Regions from separate parts of the Mus musculus genome. Here region 2 is linked to region 1. A link is a contact called in public HiChIP or PLAC-seq data. All regions are on one chromosome and are shown on one strand. The core of a region is the stretch at or near the end of the contact, and the rest is flanking DNA. Distances in the headings are between cores, read along the strand shown. Region 1 has its middle 13 kb from the start of Gm36639. Region 2 has its middle 17 kb from the start of Chchd6.

Region 1 (6,701 bases), core at 4,083-6,582:
TGCTTGTCCTGTTTGAAGCATGAAGACCACAACAGTGATCAGGCAATCCCTAAGGCCTCAGTGGTGGTTTGGGAAGGAGTCACAGTAGCAACGAATGACCAGTTCAAAGGTCCTGGGGCAGGAGCAAGCCGGCCATCGCAGGGAGCAGTTCAGAGGCCAGGATAGCTAGAATGATATGGTTGGTGGAACAAATGAAGTCAGAGCCGGGCAGGCACCGCGACCACTCAAGAGCTCTCTCTCAGTGAAGATTACAGACAAGATCTGATGTGCTCTTTAGAAGATTTTTCCCCCCAAGGCACAGGCATGAGAAGAAGAGGTTCAAGGTCAGAGTAGGGTCTAAGGTCACTCACTGTCTGGAGGTGGGAATGGAACCAGGGTGTGGCAGTGGAGGGATCTTACACTGACACATATCAGTGTGAGTCCGGCAGGATTGGCTTGTAGTTCTCTGTGGCAGAGCTGGAGAAGTGCAGGGTGGTACCCAAAGCACCTCTGCAGGTTCCTTGGGTGAGCACCAAGGCTCTGGATTTCTGTGGGGAAATAAGAAAGAAATCCTGAGGATTTCTTCTGTGGGGCTGGGCAGAGATTCAATCCTGGTGGGCACAGGGTGGAGGGTGAAAGAGCAGCCCGGACAGAGTAAGGCTCAGGGGGTGTGACTGGGACTTGGGTCTGGTCCTGCACCTGCTCTGACCACCGTATCTTTCAACCCCCTACTCTACTCTTTGCGAGCACAGTTTGTCTGCTATTAACTGGCTAGGCCCCCCAGTCACTAGCCTCGGCTGAGACTCTGCCCTGGCTCCCCGCCTCCCTGCTGTGGCAGCCTCTGGGATTCACAATTTCAGCCTGACACCATAGTAACCACTTAGTGCGGTTCAAGATTCCAGTGTCATCCCTGGTCGCGCTTGAATAGGATGAGGCAGGGTGGGGGAGGGGAGGGCCCTGCAGAACCGCAATTATTTCTCAGTTGCCAAGGAAAATGTAAACAGAAGGTCAGCCTTGGCGGAGACTCTGTTTTATTTTTCCCTTTGTAGGATGGGTTGATTTGGGGAGATTAAATTGTGTGTTATTTTTCTTCCTGGGCTTCCCATCCTCCCGTCGGCCCGTTGACAGAGGCAATACAGCTGCAGAGACTGGGACTGAGACTGCACCGCAGCTGCCGCTCCAGCCTGCCCGGAAGCTGGAGAAGCCCCGCCCAGCTGTCCCCACCCACCAGAGTGCAGCCCCGGAGCCTGACCTGGGATTTTAGCCTGAAGTCAGGGCGAATAGTGTGGGTGTGAACCCTCGGCTCAGCAGAGGAACCAGCCGAACTACAGGAAGCTAGAAGAATGACCTGACAACTCACAGAACAAGGGAAAACAAGGAATTGTGCTGATTTAAGTTGCTAAAGCCAGGCAAGGTGGCTCATGCCTTCATCCCAGCACTTGGGAGGCAGAGGCAGGCAACCTCTGTGAGTTTGAGGCTAGCTTGGTTTACAAAGCTAGTTTCAGGCAGCCAGGGCTGTTACCCAGAGAAGCCCTGTCTCAAAAGAACAAACAAACAAACAAACAAAAGTTGCTGAGACTCGGGCTAGTTCCTTAGGTGGCGAAAGTTCCCTGATACATCCTACTGTTCTCTCTGACCAGGAGGGTTTCTTTTGCAGGAGAGGGAGTCATTGTCCCCGGTTTCTCACGCTCTGGATGGCGACTAGGCCTCCCTCGGGAGGCAGTGGGGGCTCTGTTGCCTCGAGGAAGTCCTCCCTCGCCTTCACTGTAGACCGTATGCATACCAGATTGGAGTTGTCTTTAGTTGTGTGCGTGGGACTTCTACTTTGAACTCTTCCAGAGAAGGGTCCTGCCATGTTTGAGGTCCCAGCCCTGGTGTCAGTCTTAATTTCAGTTGCTGCATCGGGGACCTGGGAGAGATGCTTTCAGATAGACTTGGCTGTTGCCTCTGGTCTCGGGTTATCATCTGGCCTGGAGGCTGGACCCTGTGAGGAACCAGCTTTACACTTGGCTCAGGAGCACCAGAATCCATCAGGACTGAAAAATACTGCCTGCCATCTACCTTCACCAAGCCTTGAGCTGACCTTATTAGACAGCCGCAAGAGGGAGAGGGAAAAGGAGAGGAGGAGGAAGCTGCCAACAAGGTTTCTGGCATCAGGGGGCCAGTTTCTTCAGCAGCTCCTGAGTGCTTCTTCCTACATCTTTCCTGGATATGGGAATCACAATGGAACCAGATGTGAGCTGGAGGGTCCTGATGCCAGTTAGCTCTGCACGGCCAGAGCCCTTTAACCATGGCTTTAGGAAGCCTGTTTACTGTGGAGACCCAAAATTAACTTTGTGCTGCAGGGTTAGGCAGATCTAGCAGCCTCCTGGCTCAGCAGCAGGGAGAACTCTGGTGGGGTGCTTGCTCTCTCTTCCTGACCTCTCCCACCAAGGATGTTTGCACTTTGTAACCTGGGTGCTACCCAACCTCCCTCACCCCCTGGAGGATCCAGCTCCATGCTGCCTAGAAAACCCAGCCTGGAGGCTCCACAGGCCACAGCTGGCCCTGGTGGAGTGTGCCTGCTCACTGAGCTCCAAGTCCTTCCTTCGCCTCCTCTGAGCCCCATTTTACCGAAACATGCACATGGACAATGGATTCTCTGTTTTGCTGGCACACAGGCTGTTCCTGCTCAGGTGTTTTGTTTTGTTTTTTTTCCCTTTGCGGCTCCTGAAATCAAGTCTGTTTACCTTACGCCATGATCCTTTCAAGAATCAGAAAGGGACCTATACCTTCTCACCTCTTCTAAGCAACCTGCACTCCTCTGGGAAGGCAGGTACACAACCCTTTCTGGCCCTCCATCACTCCTGCTGTGTGCCATGGCACTATGCACACACCCGAGTTTCCTGGCCACCCTTGGTGCCCATTGCACAGAGGCAAAGTAGAGGCTTACAGAAGATAAGAACCCAGAGCTGGTGCAGCCTTTCTGCACATCCATGCATGTGGGTTTCAACAAGGACTCCTGAATGCCAATGAGCACCCAGAGGAAACAGTAAGTGGGGGCAGGGTACGCAGTGCAGTGGTAGCATCCCTTCTGCAAGCTGATCTTCTAGCCACACTCTGGTACCCAGAAGGATCGCTGGGAGAAGCAGGGTGGGAGGGGAGGAAATATCAACTCCAGGGTGGCAGAGGCAGTCACTGAGGCTGTGCATAGCATGAGCATCGTGCTCTGTTCTTGATGCTGTCTGAGCGTGTCACTCAGCAGAGCCCTGGCTGAGAAGCAGGTTTCCTGACTGGAGACTCGGCAGCAGCAGAGGGTCTGGGGTTTGTCCACACACAGCTGCTGCTGTCTAGGGTAGAGGGGCTCGGCCTTGAGAGCCATCTATTCATGCTTCTTGTCTCTCCCATGACTCTAGGAGGTGGGATGCGGATGACTTGTTGATTTGGGCCAGAAGACTGAGCTCTGCCTCTCAGGAGCCCAAGTCACTAGAGGCCCCGTCTGAACCTCAGCTTTCCGGAGGCCCTGAGTGAGTGGCCTGCTGCGTAGACTGTGACTCACAGAGTAGAGGTCCCTGCTATCCTCATAGATTCCTGCCCTGAGAGAAGAGAAGTCTGACAGAATCCCAGAGCATGCACACTGGCTCTCAGTCACTCCCTTCCCTGACCTCAAGACTATGTTATCCAATGGTGTGTCCTGGAAGGGAATGGGCTTGCAATGAGCATTGGAAGGGATCATAAGGAATTCTGATCAACTTCTACCTGTGGAGACTGATGGTCACAGAGAGCTCAGCCTTGGAGGAAGGGCATTTCCCAGGCAAAGCCTGTGGCCTGGACAAACCTGGGCTCTGGGGCAAGCATGGAGGGGCTAGTGTAGCTGGTAGGCACCTGTTTCAGGAGGGTCCCTGCTGAATCATCACAAACCTGGAGGTACTGGTGTCAGGTCCAGCCATAGCCACACCACCACACTGCCGCACTGCTCTTTTCTGGGACCTTGGGTAGTACCAGCCTCCTGGGTGGCTGCTCCTCTCAGGTCTCCAGCAGCTTAGTCTGTGGCCCTGCCCCATTCTCCCTGGTTTGGATCAATTGCCATTTATCTGCCTCCCAGCAGGGCTGGTATGGGGTTATGGCTAGAAAGGGAGAGTGAGGGGTGACATGGCCTCTGCAAGAACTGGCTGTTATCTAGTGTGGTGCTGAGAGTGTTCCCAGGCTAAGTTTTCCCTCCAAGGGTGGTAATTGAAATATGCCAACTAGTCCGAAGTGACCCAGCCCGTCAGCAGGTTCCAAGCCACACCCTGGTGTTCGGTGGTAAGCAGAACCTCAGAGGTCCTGGAGCTCAAGGATAGACAGGGGCTTAGAAGTGGAGGGCAGTGTAGTTTACAGCCAGCTCCCAACTCCTGTGGTGCTTATTGTTCACTTTATTTATGTGTGTGCCTGCTTTGCTTGCACGTGTCTGTGCACCATATATGTGCCTGGTACCCTTGGAGGCCAGAAGAGGGTGGAAGATGTCCTGGAGCTGGGGCCACAGATGGTTGTGAGCCACCATGTGGGTGCTGGGAATTGAACCCAAGTCCTCTAGAAGAGCATTTATGTACACACGTGCGCACGTGCACACACACATACACACAAACACACACTGGCTATTTTCTTCTACACTCTCTATACTCTCCCATCTTGTGTTTTAACCCTGTCTCCCGTGGGCCTCACTGATTTGGCTCAGGTGGCTGGTCTTTCTGTCCCCGGTGCTGGGATGACTGGCATGCATCACCACACCCAACTTATTACCTGGGTGCTGGAAATCAGAACTCAGGTCCCCATGTTTGCGTGGCAAGTGCTTTGCTGACTGAGGGGCACTCCAGGGAGTCACTGCAGGCAGGGAGGCCGGTAGGGAACTTAATGACAAACTCATAGGACAGGGCTGAGCCAGGTTGAGAAAATGGCTGAAAAAATAGATAGCAGAGGTGGAAAGGACCACAGGAGAGGCCCATATTGTGAGTTTGGGCCCAAGGACAATTAGCTGATGGATTTCCAGCTTCATCGTTTCCATGGAGCTAGGGACAGAGAGTAAGCATCACACCCCCCACCCCCCCCACCCCACGGCAGCTGACAGGGGCAGATAATGGGTCATACAAGGCTCCTCAGGCATTATGTAGGGTGAGCCTGATTTATGTCAAGTGTGGCTGTTTGAGTGGTTTTGTGTGTGTGTGTGTGTGTGGTGTGCTCATGTACACATGTACGTGTGGATGAACGAGCTCGAGCTTGTGTGCATGCACATATGTGTTTCCTGCATATGTGCTGATGTGTTTGCCCTGCAGTCTTTGTCTTCATTCATCCACCTGCTTCTCCAGCCCTGCCTGCCCCTCCCCCACCTTCCCCTGGGCTCAGCCTCTTGACAACGGTTAGCTCTGCACAAGTGGAGGGAATTTATCCGCTTGGCTAGGTCCTGCTCCCAGGCACGAGGGACCATGGCGCCTTCAATTACACCAGGTGCAAATTCATTCCGTCCAAGTTCAGGGGATGGGGCCCAAGAGGGGCTGCCCTCCAGCCTTATTGCAAAATGCATTATTTTCCCTCCTCTCTCAAAAATATTTATCTATGCTAATTTAGTATAGAAGCCAGCTCAGTTCTGCACGGGGGAATTGCCCTATTAATTCTGCCACTTGGAAATACTGCGCCCGGTTGCAGAGATGTGCCTGTGGACTCCTGGGGGGACCCTGGGCCAAAGCAGCTTGGACAGCTCGGTGGAGGATGGGGGTGGGAGGGAGGCTGTCTGTTGAAGGGTACCAGGGATTTGTGTCTATAGAGCCTTTGCAGAGTGGAAATTAAAATGATAATAAGGGGGGAAAATATCTAAAGCTAACCAACAAACCTCAAACCGTCCCCATTTGTCAGCCACCCAGCTCTGTCAGACTATAGACCTGGGCTCAGTCTCTGTCACTCATTCACTGGATGACTCCGAGGAAATGCTGTCACCTCTCTGAGTCCATACATGCACCCGTAAGATGAAACACATCCTCCAGGGGCTGAGTTGTCCCTACGATGCCCCAGAAGCTGCAGCCTTATAGCAGGGTCCTGGGAAGGGAGGGTTTTCGTATCCTGGGGGTTCAAGCCTCAGGACTGTGCGCTTCCTCCTCTGTTCCTGATTTAAGTGAGACGTGGATCTTCCAGGGAACTCCATTCCGGGATAAGCCCAGGCAGGGAACCTGAGGCTTCTCTTCCCATCCAAAGCTTCAGCCTTCTCAGCTCTGCATCCGTCTTTCCCACTTCATCCCCTCTCTTGCCTCCTCTCCATTCTCCATGCAGCTTGGGTCCTCTTCTGGTGGCGGGAATCCTGTTGTCCTGGATGTAGAGCCTCCTGTGGCCAGCCTAGCCCCTGCAGCAAGAGGCACTCAGCAGCACTGGGGCTCTACCCCCATTCTGCCCCAGGACGGTGGCAAGCTGTGGAATCTTCTTCCTGCTCTTCACATTCTATCTGCTGTTTGTGGAGTTGGACATGTCAGACACTGGGGTCCTTGATTCACATCACCTCCTGAGAGAAGGTTCCCCAAGCCCTGTGCTCCCAGGTCTGACCCTGACATCACTGCTGCCTTCCTACAAGGCACTTGCGCCTGAGTACCTCAGGTGACCAATCTGGGTGCTCTTTCACACCAGACCCAACAACCTGGCTTGAGTGGGCCTCTGCCACCCGTCCTCCAAATAAGATGTGTGTGTGTGTGTGCATGCATGCACACAAGAATCTTCCCTTC
Region 2 (6,291 bases), core at 3,010-5,509, 600 kb after region 1:
TCTATATAGGAAGAACAATCCAAAACCACAGAGTGTGAAATTTTACACCCAAAACTGTACAATACCATTTCCTGGGAATGAGGATGGAGAGTGAAGAAAGTTCCTATTTTGTTGGGCTGTGTCTCTGTCTGGGCCTGCACTGTGCTGCAGCTGCCACTGCGGCTCCGTAGAACAGTTTGTAGGTGAATCTTCGGGGTGATTGAATTTTGGAGTTGTAGAGTTTAGATATTAGTCCATCAGTCTGTGTGCTGTTTGGAGCAGCTGTGGTATCAACATTTACCAGTAGTTACCATGGTAACTATATTTTATTTCCCTTCTCTTGGGGTTTGGAGGTTTGTTTTTAATGTATTTATTAATTCTTTGAGAATTTCAGGCATTTAGTTTGATCGTATTCTCCTCCCTTGCCCACCTCCTCTCAGATCCAGTCCCCCCCTGCGCCCCCCACCACCACCCTGCAACTTCGTGTCTTCCTTTTTTTAACCCACCAAATCCAATTTCTGCTGCCCTGGGTGTGTGACCACCCACTAGAGCATGAGCAACCTGCCAGTGTGCACACCATTAAAGAGAACTAACTTTCCCTCACCTGGCAGCTATCTCAGCCGGGGAGTAGGACTTTGTATCCAATCTCTTCCTTCCATGTTTGATCTTGCTTTGTTGTTGGTGGTGGTTGGGTTTTCCTGTTTTGTTTTGTTTTGTTATGTTTTGAGACAGGATCTCACATGATTCAGGGTAGTCTGGAACTCACGCTCTAGCTAAAGATGACCTTGAACTCCTGATGCATCTGTCTCCATCTCCCAAGTTCTGATATTACCTGTGTGTGCCACCATGCCTGGCTACTTCTCTTGTTTTTTTATTAATATTTCTGTTAGTATACAGAATGAGTTTTATCATGACATTTTCTTTTAAAATGTTTTACACTTATGTATTGGGCAGAAGGCACCATTTATCAATTATGTATAGGGCAGAGGACAACTTGGGAGTTCGCTCTCTCCTTCCACCATCTGGGTCCTGGGGGTTGAACTTTGGTCATCAAGCTTGGCAGCAAGTCCTTTCCTCTCTGAACCATCCCACCAGCCATCACAGCGACACTTTGGTACCTACATGCCATTGTAGTTTACTTCATATTTGGTACTCTCTCAAGTCATCACTGGCCAGATAGTCCCTTTCTTGCTTTCATGGCAGACAGACAAATCTAGATTTTACACAGGAGACAAAACACATTATTTTCATTTGCTCTCCTCAAACCTGTCCCCCATCTCTAGACTCTTCCTTTCCCCTACGTAGCCCTTGTTCTTCTGACATGTCTTATATAAGTTTATATGTGCATGTATAGTCTACATTTGAGAAAGAAAACATCTCTCTGAGTCTGGCTTGTTTAACACACCAAACCTCAATCTATTTTCCTGAAAATGAGATGATTTCATTCTTTTTCATGGCTGATTAAAAGACCACTACATATATGTATACATGCACATATACATGGAATATACATATATATTCCACATTTTCTTTATCCACTCATCTGTTGATGGTTCCTTATCTTGACTATTGTGATCGGTGCAATAAACATGGATGCACAGGTACCTCTGTGGTATGATAACTTAGAATCCCTTAGATATACCCAAGAATAACTGGATTATATGCTGTTTCCATCTTTAGGTTTGTTTTATTTCATTTTAAAATATTTTATTATTTTCATTTATGTGTATATGTGGAGTGGCAGTTATGTGCAGTGCCCATTGAGAAAAGGAGAGGTCGTCAAATCTCCTGGAGCTGGAGTTACAGGCTGTTGTAAGCTGCCATGGTGATGCTGTGAACCAAACTTGGATCCTCTGAAAGAGCAGCAGATGCTCTTAACTGCTGAACCATCTCTCCAGTGCCGTTCTTTAGTTGGTTGAAGAGCCACCATACCAACTGCATCGTGTAAGTCTCCCCTTGCCCTGGGTTCTCCTATCCTTGTTCATTTTCTTAGGCTAGGCATTATGGCTGGAGGGAGGATTGTATCAATGCATTTTAATTTGCATTTCCCTGGTGGCTAAGGATATTAAACTTTTAAAAATATATTAGTTGGACATTATGTATTTTTCTTGAGAACTCTTTGTTCAATTCATTTGCCTATTTAACACTTGGTGTCTAATTTTTGGCGTTCTTTATAGACTCTGGATGTTACTCACCTGTCGGGTGTATATAATTCTCTCCCTCTCGGTGGCTCTCTCTTCACTCTGCTCATCATTACCTTCGCTGTGCAGAAGCTTTTTAATGTCATGCAATTCGATGTGTCAATTTTTGTCATTATTTTCTAAGTTAGTCGGATTCTTTTCAGAACGTATTTGCGTACCTGAATTTTGACATGTTCTGCCTGACAGTTTCAGAGTTTCAGATATTTCATTGAGGTCTTTGATCAACTTGATATTGGTTTTGGTGCAGAGTTAGAGACCAATCTATCTCCATTCATCTACATGTGGATATCCAGGTTTTTTTTTTAACCCTACTTGTCTAAGAAGCTGTCTTCTCTCCAACGTATGCTTTGACACTTTTGTCAAAACTTGGGTGGCTGTAGCTACAGGGCTTATTTCTAGGTCCTCTGTTCTATTCTGTGGGTCTTTGTGTCTATTTTGGGGCCTGGGCTGTTCCTGTCATTACGGCTCTGTGGTAGTTTGTGGGCAGATATAGAGATGCCTCTAGCACAGGCTTCTCTCAACCTGTGGGTCAATACCCCATTGGGATCAAATGACCCTTTCACAGGGGTTGCCTAAGACCATCGGGAAAACACAGATAATTTACACTGCAATTCATAACAGTAGCAAAGTTGCAGTTATAAAATAGTAACAAAATAATCTTATGGTTGGGGGAGTCACCACACAAAGAGCTGTATGAAAGAGCCCCAGCATTAGGAAGGTTGAGAACCACTGCTCTAGCAAACCCTGTAATATCCCTTTGTCTCCTTGGGCTTTTTTGTGCTTTCATAGAAATTTTAGGATTCTTTTTTTCTAGTCCTGTGAAGAATGTCATTGGCATTTTGATGAATGTTGCGCTGAATATGAAGATCTCTTTGGTAATATGACATTTCACAATTATGTTTTATTTCTCACTCAAAATGTGGGTAAACAGGAAGGCAATCCTGGCTCACAGGGCCCCCTCATGCTTTAACTACACCGCTGGTGGGGAAACAAGACTCCATTGTCAAGTCAGCAGGAAAAGCAAGGCTGGGAGACTGGAGGGACCACACATGTCCCTGCCATTCCTCTGGTGGGACTGGCCACACAGTCCCCTGCTTGCAGTGGCTGAGAGGAGCTGTCTGTCCTGAAGAAGGAAGAGGAAATTGACTCAGACAGTGACAGGGCTCATCAGCGTCTCCTGTCCATCTGAGAAAACAGGCCTGCAGCAGGCAGGAGATCGAGCACATGGAGGAGCATGAAGAACCAAGAACCAAGAACTAAGAACCAAGAACCAAGAACCAAGAACCAAGAACCAAGAACCAAGAACCAAGAACCAAGAACCAAGAACCAAGGCACAGCACTTCAGGAGCAGATTGTGTGGAAGAAGTGTCTTTGTATGTTCCTGCTGAGGGCGGCCCTATTTCCAGCAACTTCCACCTCAGGAGGATGTGTCACCTGGCCAGGGTTTTAAAAGACACTTGCTTCCATGGCCTGCCTTTGTTCTTTTATTTCATTGTTCACTAAGTAAACTAACAAACAAACTCCCTATATTGAAGTCCGAAAACTTCAGGTGAGGAGTGGGTCCCTGCATGGAGAAGGAGGCCAAATGAAGAGTGCACCCATGGAAAGACTGGGTGGACCCCAGGTCCAGTGCCACTAGGGAGAAGGGACTGGAGAGACTGGGCCCAGATGGCGCAAACATCCATCCTCCTGCAGTTGAACCCTAGCTTCTTCAGCCACATCTCTCAGTTGGACCGACTGGAGCATCAGTTCCCACCCGCGACACAGAATGAGACACAGTGGGGTGGGGGTGGGGCTCATGCTTTTCTGACTGTTGAGGATGATTAATGCCTCAGCCCATAAAGTGCATGCTACCCAGGCTTCAGGACACAACGTTCTCTCGCCACACAAAGGAAATCTTTCCCAAAGCCATCTTCTGGAGTCACGCTGGCCAGTCCTGGTCACACATTTTACCCCTAAACCAGACTGTGCCAGAGGACCTGAGAGGGCTATGGCTGCTTGAGACTATCGTCATTCATCCCTTACAAAAACCAGCCCACTCCACCTTTGTTTACAGCCCTTTTCTCCAAGCCCTGATAAGCCCCCATTTGCACAGCCATCTGTTCCTGCCAAGGCTGGATTGTTAGCTGTGTGCTGTGTATGCAGCGGGAGTATGCTGCGTCTGCGCCAAGTGTGTGCGTGTATGTATGTGTGTGTGTGTGTGTGTGTGTGTGTGTGTGTGTGTGCGTGCACACAGGCTTGTGCGCTAGTCACTGCAGATAAGGAGTAAGTCAGCTCAGACAATGAAGCTGCTCAGTCCATTGTTTCAAAGCCGTGTGCTGAGGTCCCCACCTGCTTTCCCAGAAAACCAGGAAATTCTCAGTGCAAGACAAAGCCTCCAGATGGGAGAAATTAGCCAAGCGGTGTTAGTGGCTCAAGCAGAAAGTCAGGAGCAACCTCCTTGGCCCCAATTTCCTTTTTTGCCTTTCAGAGTTTTAAGCTTCAGCTTTGGCCCTGGGTTTGACTGTTTAACCAAGTGGATGGCTGCTTAGCTGAGCTCTGGAGGGCCAGCTTCCCCTGACTCTGCCACAGGAATCACCTTTCAGAGCACTCCCAGACAGGGATGCCTGGGTGTGGGAGAGGACAGGAACATAGATGGCCGAGAATTTCAGGGAAAAAGAGAAGTTAGCTTGATAAAGCAAATGGGCTCAGAGCTCTCTGGGATTGCTGTGAGCCTGGCTTGTTCAGTCTGGACTGCTTCCTCTCTGTCCTTCCTCCCTACACACATGGGGTTGGGGGTGGGGGTGGGGGTGGGGGTGATGGGTGAGAAGGGAGAGAGAGAGGAGAGAGAGAGAGAGAGAGAGAGAGAGAGAGAGAGAGAGAGAGAGTTAATTCTGTTATCTGAAGGGCAAGGCTGGGCTTCCAGGTCTCTGTCTGCTGAGGTCTTGCTCTGCTCCCAGGCCGTATCTGAAGGGAACTGCGTATATATCTAGCTCACCTGAAACAGGTCCAGTCTTCGGTGGCCATAGCCAGACCAAAATACAGGCTCTAGACTCAAGAGCAGCCATGAGCTTTGCCAGAGCTCACAGGACCCAAAGGGCAGCCAGCTGAGCTACTGGCTCTAGACCTAGCACCTAGGACAGCACCCAGGGCTCATTGACATTCATTAAATTATTGAATCAGTGACTGTTGGACTTGCTTCAGGGTAACTAGTTAATGCCTTACCTGATGGTGACATTCCAAGGATCCAGAAGGAATGTGGACATTAGGGTTCCTCCCTAAAGAAGTGTACTTCCCTCCCTCATCCCAGGCTGCAACAGGCAAGGGGAGAGCGTCCCTCACCACCCCCAGCCCCTCACAGGGTTTCTGTGACCCCAAGCAGTTAAGCAAATGTACAGTTACAGAATTGCATCCTGCCTCCCCACCATGAGATCTGTGCAGTTGGAGTTTTATGAATTCATTAAATGTGCTTGCAAACTTGTAAGGAAACAGCGCTACCCGGCAAGGAGAGCTACAAATTGGCACAGTCCCTGTGAGAGCTCGGTGGTAACTCCACTTGCCTCCCAGGCCAAATGGTTTTCCTGCTTTTCTTGCAGTTCCTCAGCCTGAAAAGGGAGGGTAGGACCTCTGGGTACCCTATGTGTTCTGAAGAGCTGCATGGTGTCTTCCTCAGAGACCTGGGGTGACCAGAGAGAGAGGAAGGGAGAGTAGGTTCCCTTCTCTGCATTCAAGACCACTATTGGAATCACACATCCAAAAGGGCTGTCCCAGGGGCATTTGGAGGCCTTCCATACTCCCCGTCTCTCACCCCTGCTAAGCAAACCTAAGCACAAACCCTGTATTTCCAATGCAAATGAGAAGACTGGCCTTCTGTGTCCCCAAGCCCTCGACAGGCCACCGTGGAATTGGCATAATTGCGCTCATTTGCATCTGTCTGCCTGCCCTCGAAAGTTCATGATGGACTCCCGAAGTTAAAAGTCACATGTGTGCAGGGTCAGGAGCCAGGAGAGGCTCTGTACGCCTGCAGGAAGGGCTGGAAGTTGGTGTCTCCTGGATGGATTTGAACTCAAGGTGATCTTTGGTCTTGGTCTCCTGTCAGCCTCCAGTCCTCCACGGAGCATCCCACCCACAC

The links. HiChIP or PLAC-seq counts read pairs in DNA pulled down with a chosen protein or histone mark.
Region 2: a contact with region 1 is called in an H3K4me3 HiChIP or PLAC-seq map of embryonic basal ganglia, with 5 times the contacts expected there. The contact joins two enhancer-like sites. A contact is called at or near these places in 3 of 15 datasets of contacts at CTCF or cohesin (the NIH/3T3 cell line and large pre-B cells), 2 of 484 Hi-C or Micro-C datasets (bone marrow-derived macrophages and pre-megakaryocyte-erythroid progenitors), 5 of 115 datasets of contacts at active chromatin or transcription factors (differentiating embryonic stem cells, embryonic basal ganglia, embryonic hindbrain and 2 more) and 1 of 9 other capture datasets (embryonic stem cells).

The regions. Positions count from the first base shown.
Region 1 is chr6:89,007,864-89,014,564 of GRCm38.p6, forward strand. No RefSeq gene overlaps it. Among named protein-coding and RNA genes, the nearest start is that of Gm36639, 13 kb to the right of the region's middle. Within about 2 kb of position 5,333, at least 17 of the 459 cell types and tissues checked have an H3K27ac peak or open chromatin away from gene starts, as enhancers often do. A contact at or near this core is called in embryonic basal ganglia, where this site is marked.
Region 2 is chr6:89,609,527-89,615,817 of GRCm38.p6, forward strand. No RefSeq gene overlaps it. Among named protein-coding and RNA genes, the nearest start is that of Chchd6, 17 kb to the left of the region's middle. RefSeq lists an enhancer at 3,513-6,291. Within about 2 kb of position 4,260, at least 57 of the 459 cell types and tissues checked have an H3K27ac peak or open chromatin away from gene starts, as enhancers often do. A contact at or near this core is called in embryonic basal ganglia, where this site is marked.